Regions from separate parts of the Xenopus laevis genome. Here region 1 is linked to region 2. The links are chromatin contacts, called in public Hi-C maps. All regions are on one chromosome and are shown on one strand. Each heading gives the region's core, a stretch centred on a gene start, on an enhancer-like site or on the middle of the called end of the contact. The rest is flanking DNA. Distances are from core to core; before and after follow the strand shown. Region 1 holds the start of dlx5.L (distal-less homeobox 5 L homeolog). Region 2 overlaps LOC108718845 (cytoplasmic dynein 1 intermediate chain 1).

Evidence for each region. Hi-C and Micro-C count contacts between places; a contact is called where the count stands out from the background.
Region 1: a contact with region 2 is called in a Hi-C map of animal cap, with 11 times the contacts expected there. The contact joins the promoter of dlx5.L here to the enhancer-like site in region 2. A contact is called at or near these places in 3 of 4 Hi-C or Micro-C datasets (the XL177 cell line, the XTC cell line and animal cap).

Annotation. Positions count from the first base shown.
Region 1 is chr6L:33,885,185-33,889,811 of Xenopus_laevis_v10.1, forward strand. It overlaps dlx5.L (distal-less homeobox 5 L homeolog), which reads right to left and starts at 2,648. Exons shown (of 3, transcript NM_001090564.1): 1 at 2,218-2,648. The coding sequence starts at 2,572.
Region 2 is chr6L:33,375,121-33,379,720 of Xenopus_laevis_v10.1, forward strand. It overlaps LOC108718845 (cytoplasmic dynein 1 intermediate chain 1), which reads left to right. Exons shown (of 20, transcript XR_005961759.1): 17 at 2,651-2,791. Among protein-coding and RNA genes, the nearest start is that of slc25a13.L, 150 kb to the right of the region's middle. Within about 2 kb of position 2,686, at least 4 of the 7 cell types and tissues checked have an H3K27ac peak or open chromatin away from gene starts, as enhancers often do. A contact at or near this core is called in animal cap, where this site is marked.

The DNA.
Region 1 (4,627 bases), core at 1,398-3,897, 510 kb after region 2:
ATGTCAGAAACATCAAAATCTCTCTCTCTCTCTCTCTCTCTCTCTCTCTCTCTCTCTCTCTCTCTCTCTCTCATCTATCTATCTATCTATCTATCTATCATCTATCTATCTATCTATCTATCTATCCATCTATCTTTCTATCTCTCTCTATATATATTTTCTATCTACTATCTATCTATCATGTATCACAATCATGCAATATGAACCCTGTATATGCACATACCAATGTGTACATTAATATTTACCAAATCGCAAAGATTAGCGCCTACATAAATAACATTATTATACTGTTACTAACAGAAATGCAGAAAAGTCACACAAACGATTGCCCTCCCCCGTCAGTGATATTCGTGGGTTCTAGGGCTGGGTCGCTGACCCCTGTGCTTAAGCGCAATCGTGTGCGATCCTAACAGATTCCCAGGGTTGCGGTCAGTGTACAGACAGAAGTGGGCATTGTGGCACCAGACGGGGCACACTGAATACAGGGAGGGAATGAGGCAGCTCAGACAGAGCCCAAAGTGGGAGAAGAAAGAGTTGAAAGCCCCGCGGGAAGGCTGCCCTGTCATTTGCGCGCACCGCGGTTACTCTGGTCAGCGCAGACAGAGACAGCGGTTCCCCCACAGAACTGGAGGAAAGGTTTGTTCCTCTGTGTCTGGCACTGACACCCCCTCCCACAATCACAGCCACATCACCCAATCTGTCCCACGCACACACTTGCACCCAGGGCTGGATACACAACCACATGTGCGCCCACAAACCTGTCAGACCCCCCAATATAATAATAAAAGATGAAACTGGGATTCAACTTGATCCCTACCCAAAAAAAAAAACTGGTTTTCGCATAATACAAGTAAGTGCAACTCTAGAAATGTTCAAAACAAATAAATACATTAATGACGATTTTGAATAGTTTAGAAGTGATTTGTAAATGTCATTTCTATGAATAGCGCTGTGTGTCTGGTTGCTGATAGGCTGACTCCTGAAACACTGCTGCCGGGTGATTAACACCCGAACAAGAACTTTACCTGTCACATTGTTGCCAGAGTCACAGCCACATAAAATAACCAGATGTTGTTTTCTGCAGCAATTACATTTTACAAATAACCTTAAAACCCATGGCCTTTTTTTTAATGAATTGGAATTATATTTACTTTCGCTGTGCAAAAAAATAGATTAAAAAATCAGTGATTGGGTGGAGGGCCCGTTTGAGTCAACAGATCTCACACCTGATGGGGTGACTCTCAAGGCCTGGTATGAGATGCACAGCACCGAATTAAATTAAAATAGGATAACCCCCCCCCCCACATAATGGGCAGCCAGTTAAAAGTGCAGCAGTTCAGGCGCAGACTGATCAAGGAGAAATAATTTCACATACCAAATTTACACTCCAAGTACAAACTGGCAGTTGGGGGACTTCGTAAAAAAACAATAATGTCTGGTACAGGCGAGATACAAACACATCGGAGTATAGGAACAAAGTAGGGTTCACTCCCTCCAAAATGAATGATATCTGGATCCATAATTCCAGCATTGCCACAAACTACCCCCCCCCCCAGCATAGGATTATTTTCTACCGTAGCAATCGCCAGTTGTGATGCCCTCTCGCTGGGGCCCAGCACTGACAGCGACAAGACGCACAGAAACGCGTACCTGCGATGCGCACGGTGCAAATACGCCTGAGCGATATCCACAGATCTGAAATAACGCCAACTGGCGCTTGCTTGGATTTTAAATAATTCGAGGCACAGCTGGTTTGTAAAAATCGGATCCAACTAGATAATAGGACAGGCAGCCTAAATCTTTTCTAAATTGGATATAAAAAAACAAACGGTAGCGTGTGAATGTTATTTATAACCCGTGACGGCTCCTCTGTCTACTGTGAGTCGGGGCACCCCCAGCTCGGTGTGTGACGGATTATTAGCGCTGCTGCTGTATTTCGGGCTTGTTTGTTTTGCGCGCAGCTGGAATCTCCCTGCGGTTTGTTATGGTGCGGGCTGGTGGCGCCTCAGTTCTAAAGGGAAGCGGCAGAGACATTGGTTTTAGGCCGGGGACCACAGCTACAAATAGCTCCCAAGCCAGACTCAGGGGGGATTCATGGCAGCCAGCTACTGCCCCAGGCTCCCCCATATAAGTCTGTAATATTAACCCATTCAACCCCAACTGCATCAGTTCTCCAATCCCTCTAAATCATCTCTCCCATCAGTGGGTCCCATTTACCTGGCTGAGTGCTGGGGGGCTGCACCCTGTTATACGCTCCGCTGTACTGGTGGTGAGGGTGGTAAGGGCTCCCATAGCCATAGTCGCTGTAGGCTTTGCCAGAGTAGTTTGCAGCTGCTCCATTCATGCCATGGTACTGGTACTGATACGCATTCAGCGCCTTTCCATAAGTGGCCGAAGTGGGCGAACAGTAGCCATGGTGAGGGTGGCCAGCGGCTGCTCCCGGGCTGTAGTAGCCAGAGTCAGTGGCCGTGGATTCGGGCAGAGTCGGGGAATCCTGGGAAGGGTGGTGCATCATGCTCTGGAACTCACTGGCTCGGATGGAGGCGACTCTCCGCTCATAGACTCCTGTCATGCTCTGGGGGCTGCGCTCTGGCTGCATTGGGGGCTCTGGGAAGCTGATCAGGCGGCCATGCTGCTGCTGCTGCTGCTGGGTCTGCCACTGAAATAGTGAGCTCTTGGGAAGGATCCTTAGTGATCAGTGAGGAGGAGGAGGAGAGAGAGAGGAGGGCTGGGCGCACTCTGCTGGATGGAGCTGACTGGAGGCTTGGTTAAATGCACAATTGCGCTATTACTCACAGTAGGGTGGATCCATTCACAGTAGGCTGCTGGTGCCATTGGCCAGGAGCGTCGCAAGCGACAGCAACACCCCAACCCGTTCAACTAGTTCAGAAAAAACAAAAGCTGCACTACAACAACAACAGCCTACCCCCCCCCAGAAATGAGCGATCAGTTCCTCTAGGTCTGGAGCACCGGTCCCACCATCCCTGTGTCTGTCAACCGGCTGCCACACTGGCGACACTTTGCGATTTATAGGCACCAAAGGCTTGGGCCTTATTTATCAGTATTTATCAACAAGTATTCATTCTTATTAAGCCATTTGCTCACAAATAGGATCATTTCCCCCCAGACTGTGTTCCCCATTACTGGACTCAATTTCTTCAAATGATAGAAATGAATGGAGATATTTTCTTTCAGTTATTAAATGGCTTTGCTCCAGATATCCTTATATGCTTTTGTACATAATGTCCCCACCGCCTGATTTTGTATCCAACAACATCCCTGCCTCCCTTGTCATATCAGAGACAGAATACAGGAGGCAGCTGGTGCATCGCATGAGATCTGGAGCTACATTGGCCGACTCAATTAAATCAAATTACTCCCCAATTGGCCTTTATTTAGTGGATACACATATATATCAGTGTAATGTGATTATATCGACAAATCAGGCGACCCCTACACAAACAAATCTACAAATTAGTTAATGGGGTAATGGAGAAGGCACTTGCCTCTCTCCCTGGAAAAAAAGGCAGAATAATTCTCATCTGTATAGATCTATATGAGAATTCATTACCATCCCCAGATACCTGTTATGTGAATGCACAGACACATTTACATAAGATAATCGCATGCAACATCTTCTTATCTTTTATCCATTCAGTCTGCTGCCTGCAGGCAAGGGGGAGAGCGGAGACGAGCAGAACAGCCACAGAAGGAAAAGTCTGCACTGAAATTTAGAAATGTAACATACTATATATATATATATATATATATATACATAATTAGACATACACTCTGCAATGATTAGAATTAAACAGATTCATAATCCATTTATTATATTTTTTTATAGCAATTCAGTTTTCAAGTAATGCACCCTATTGAGTCTAAGCATTTGCCTGTATTTTAACATCACCATATCCTTGTCACTAGTGTTATATAGTGATATATAGAGATATCATGGACGAGGAAGCCCAAAACATTAAACAAAATCCCTTATTAACGCTCACTGCTCTGTAGAGACACTGACATTCCTGCATTTCTTTATATAGGAAACAACAAAGATTGTAGGTATTTTGGTGTTGAAGTAGGGTGCATGGATATTACTAGTTATTGCTCATCAATTTATAGGATATATTATCACATTCCTTTGGCTAAGTAGTACTGGACATGCTGGGTGATGGGAGACTGAAGAAAGAAAACCTGGAAAATATATATATATATATATATATACACACAAAACCATTTAATAATAATATATATTTTATTATTATTTATATATCCCCAAATTCCATGACACACACACACACAAAGAGAGAGAGAATAAACAGCAACTGCAGTACAATACTAATATATTTCTAGATTTGTTGTGATTAATTAAAAAGAAAAACCAAAAAGTAACAATCAACTATTTTTGTCATTTCCAATAAAATATGATGTGAGTATAAAGCTCTAGAGCCATTGGTAATGGTTGATTTGGCTAATGGGACACACACTGTCCAGATGAGCAATGTCTTCCGTTTATTTAACATTATTACTTAATCAGAAAAAAAATATATCTCCCAAATTGGAAAATGCGCACATTGTTGCGCATACGCTGGAGCCGATGAGTATAGACTGCTTGGGTGCTTAT
Region 2 (4,600 bases), core at 1,436-3,935:
ACAGTCGTTCATAGCTATCCACAGGGGCTCGCCATCTTTCGATTGTCAGAGACACTGCACATGCTCAGTGCGTGCTGGGCAGAAGCTAAGCAGATAATATCTATATCAGGCAGATACTAAGGTTTGTCACAGCAGCTGATGCTACAGGGCTGATTACTATATTCTAATGCAGTATGTGTTGGTTTCTGAGCTGCCACGTGATGTGAATCTGAATTAATTACTAATTAGACCTGTATTGTTACTTTTAGATTATACAGGCCTTAAAGTGGTTGCTTACCTTTAAATTAACTTTTAGTATGATGTAGTGAGTGATATTCTGAGACAATTTGCAATTGGTTTTCATTTTTTATTATTTGTGGTTTCTGTGTTATTTAGCTTTTTATTCAGCAGCAATTTAAAATGAGCCTAGCAACCATGCACTGATTTGTATAAGAGACTGGAATATGAATAGGAGATCACCTAAATAGAAAAATGAGTAATAAAAAGAAGCAATAACAATAAATGTGTAGCCTTACAGAGCATTTGGATTTTTAGAGGGGGGGTCAGTGATCCCCGTTTGAAAGCTGAAAAGAGTCATAAAAAGGGAAATAATTCAAAAAGCGTGTTGCTGCCCCCCTTTTGCATCACTGTGCGTGACTCCGCCCCCTTTTTGTTCTCGCCCCCACCGGCCGGTAAATTTTTTTTAGAAAAGGTTGCAACCCTAACCGTGAGCAACATTCAAATGTAAAAAGATTTGGGGAAAACCTTGGGATGCCAAATAAGGGCTGTGATTGGCTACTTGGTAGCCCCTATGTGAACTGGCAGCCTACAAGAGGCTCTACTTGGCACTATACTTCGTTTTTATGTAACCAAAACTTGCTTCCAAGCCTGGCATTCAAAAATTAGCACCTGCTTTTTCAAGGAAGTTGTCAGGAGAAAGAAAGAGGCTGCTCTGACATTCTTCTGTTTAGGGAAGATTTGAGAAAGTTTTCAAATTTTTTCCTAAGCAGAACATCAGAGCAGCATCTTTCTCCTTACAACTTCCTTGACTACTTGGTGGTCAAAAAGTTGGGAAAATTACAAGCAGGTGGCGCTGTTGTAACACAATTCATTCATATGAACAGTACATGTATCCTTTAATATCTCGGAATTAAAAATAAAAAAATAATGAACGTACATTGCAAAAGTGCTTAGAATAGCACCTTCATCAATTTTACATTCACTTATTTTTAAGGTTTACTTATACTTAAATGATGAGCAATTTTCAATATGTATTGCTAAAAGAGTTCAACTTCTGTACTTTTTGAGGGGACTGAAAACTTCATTTGCTACAGGGCCCAGTAACTTTGAGCAATGACATAGTAAATAATCTCCCCCGTATTGTAAGATCTATTCAGTTGGAAAATCCATTTCCGTGGAGTGAAATTTTCAGTCAGTATCTGTGAAAATCAGGGTCTGTATTGCTAAAAGAGTTCAACTTCTGTACATTTTGAGGGGACTGAAAACTTAATTTGCTGCGGGGCCCAGTAACTTTGATCTTATGCCACTGAAATGACATAGTGAATAATCTCCCCCCTATTTAGGGTTGCCACCTGGCTGGTATTTTACAGGCCTGGTCCATAAAAATTATGCTTGAGCCCAATGTTATTAATATGGAAAAAAGATAAATATAGGCTGGTATTTTTTTCCAGAAAAGGTGGCAACCCTACCCCTATTGTAAGATCTATTCAGTTGAAAAATCCATTTCCATGGAGGGAAATTTCCAGTCAGTATCTGTGAAAACCAGGGTCTGTCCCCAGACATTAGTAACTATGAATATTTATTGCCTCTTTATGTAGTGGTAGGACGCCATGTTGTGTCACGTTTTGCTTCATCCTATTTTGATATTTAGTGAACTGCTTTGGCTGAAATGCTCAGACTGTTATTGTTGCTCCTGTCAGATAAACAAGGCGTCAGTCTCATGAGTGAAGCAGGGTTTCCATGAGGCAAGTTTAGGTAGAAGAGTGACCATCACTGGTGTGAGCCGGTCAATCCTGTTACTGTTGTAGATGTTTTCCCTCCGGTTCCAGCGTTACATTGCCTCAGTAAGGCAAGCCCTGAGTGGCAGCTGCTTAGCAAATCCTGACACTACTGGTTAAACCAAATGACCTAAAAATACTCTTTGCCCTCGAGTTAACGTTTGCGCATAGGCCGCTAGATGGCGCTGACTGTCTTCGAGAAGGAGGCATTGGGCCATGATAAAAATGATCGCTTTCGCCCCTCATGTGGAAACCAGTCGCTGCTTCACCAGCTTTTGAACGTGATTCATTCTGAGAGAAGTCACATTGTGATGCCTTTGCACAAATCCCCTGTAATGGGCACCTCACTAGTACCTGCCAGACAGAGATTCCTGTCACAACTGTTTTATTGCATTAAAGAGAGAAACAACCCCTTCCCTCCCTCATGTGTTGTGTGTCAGCCCCCAGTCTCCCTGGCCATTGCCTTGTGCTGTAACGTTACTATATCTCGGGACACTGGCTCTGACTGGGCGCATTGCACCTTCCCAGCACTTTTATGACACATTTTCTTTTTCTTTCCCCCCACAAACGTGCAAAGTGTTTAATGAGGCTCGCCAGCAGACAGCCCGAGGCAGCACTAGCGCCACTCAGTCTTCTCCTCTCTCTGCTTCCAGCACAACAAGCCGCTCTACTCCTTTGAAGACAATGCAGACTATGTCTATGACGTCACGTGGTCACCCGTGCATCCCGCGCTCTTCGCCTGTGTGGATGGGATGGGGCGCTTGGATCTCTGGAACCTCAATAATGACACGGAGGTGAGCCGGGACTTAACCCTGTCGGTACGGGGCGGGTTTGGGGAGGGGAGTTCATCTCACTGCAGCTCCTAAGGGGTTAAGGCGGGTCAATGCTGCTAAATAGGACCCAGTGTCCCCACCAAGTCATTCCCAAACATTACTGCTGAATGGGATGTACCACTACACGCGAGGGGGTGAAATGGCATAGAGAGGCATAAAAATAATTGCTAGATATTTGTCATGCATCAGAGATCATGCAGCCCTCCAGCTGTTGTTACACTGACACCTGTGACTATTGGTGGGACGCAGAGAGTTGCAGTGCGACAACAACATCAGCAGACTGAACAAGGCTGATTTCCCAACTTTATTGCATCATTCTTACCCTCCAGAACACATATAAACAGACATTTAAGGGCAGAGATAGAAAAGGATTACAGGGAATAAAGGAAAACTCAATGCTACCCGCATTTTTCTGCCAGCAATGATAATGCGTGGAGTTTCTAAAGCCCACAGCAGTGAAGGGTTTAAAGGCAATGTCTTTATTTTACAGATATTGCCTTTTTTTTTAGGAAATAGAAATAGCAGACTAAACTAAGCAGATCACCTCCAGTTTGGGACACTAATAGACACATGCACGTTACATTTTTATTAGGGTCCCCAGGGGGATTTGTTCAGCTTATACCATTATTATTATTAACATGTATTTATATAGCGCCAACATATTGCGTAGCACTGTAAAGTAAATGTGATTATACAACTAAATCACATGAATTATATACATAGCTTATATATATACCATATAAAAGGGAAGATATATATATATATATATATATATATATCACTCAATATATATATATATATATATTATGTATGTGTATGTATATATATATATATATATATATATATATATATATATATATATATAATATATATATATATATATATATATATATATATATATACAGTATATATATTTGTATATTTAAAAGTCCAGAGCTGGTGCATCACCAAACCAAAAGAAAATGCCTGGGTGCTGCTCATAAACAGGTTTGCAAATAACAAACTGAACCGCAATCCGCACTCCAGTATATATATAAATATTATATATATAGATATATAATATATATATAAATAACCCGAAAGTGCCTGCACTCAAACTACAGACGTCCAGAGGTGCGTGACCAATGGTTGTAATATAACAACCAAGTGGGACCAAAACATTGGATAAGATGCTGTATTAATAATAAAAGAGCATTTGTTCATTATTTCCAGAGTGCGCTGATCCTTCATCCGTTTATTATTTATATATTTTATATATTTATTTAGTAGGGAGTGTATCCATACAGCTGATTTTATACCAGCATTGCTGAAAATATCCCAGCCTGATTCAGGTACTAATAAAAGCATCAATGCCAATAATTTACGGGTCAGATGCGAGGTCCCTCATTTAATAATCCCAAAACTGCTGTTGGATATCTATATCTCTAGACTGCCAGATGGGTGTATAGAAAAACAGCTTGGAAACATTGTTCCATGAAATTGTAAAAAATGGTTTCTTCAGAATAGACTGGGGATATATATATATATATATATATATATATATATATATATATATATATATATATGAGCACCCAAAGCTGGCATTACCCGCACTTCCTATATACAGTAATTCCCACCTGTCTGGAAGAGGCTGCTGGTCTGAGCTACTAATTTTCAGTATTACAGGCAGCCAGTGCTGACTTGGGCTACCAACCACAAAGGCAAGGAAAGAGCCAGTAAACTATTCCAGATTCATTTCATTTCACTTATTAGCAGTCACTTTAACCCTTT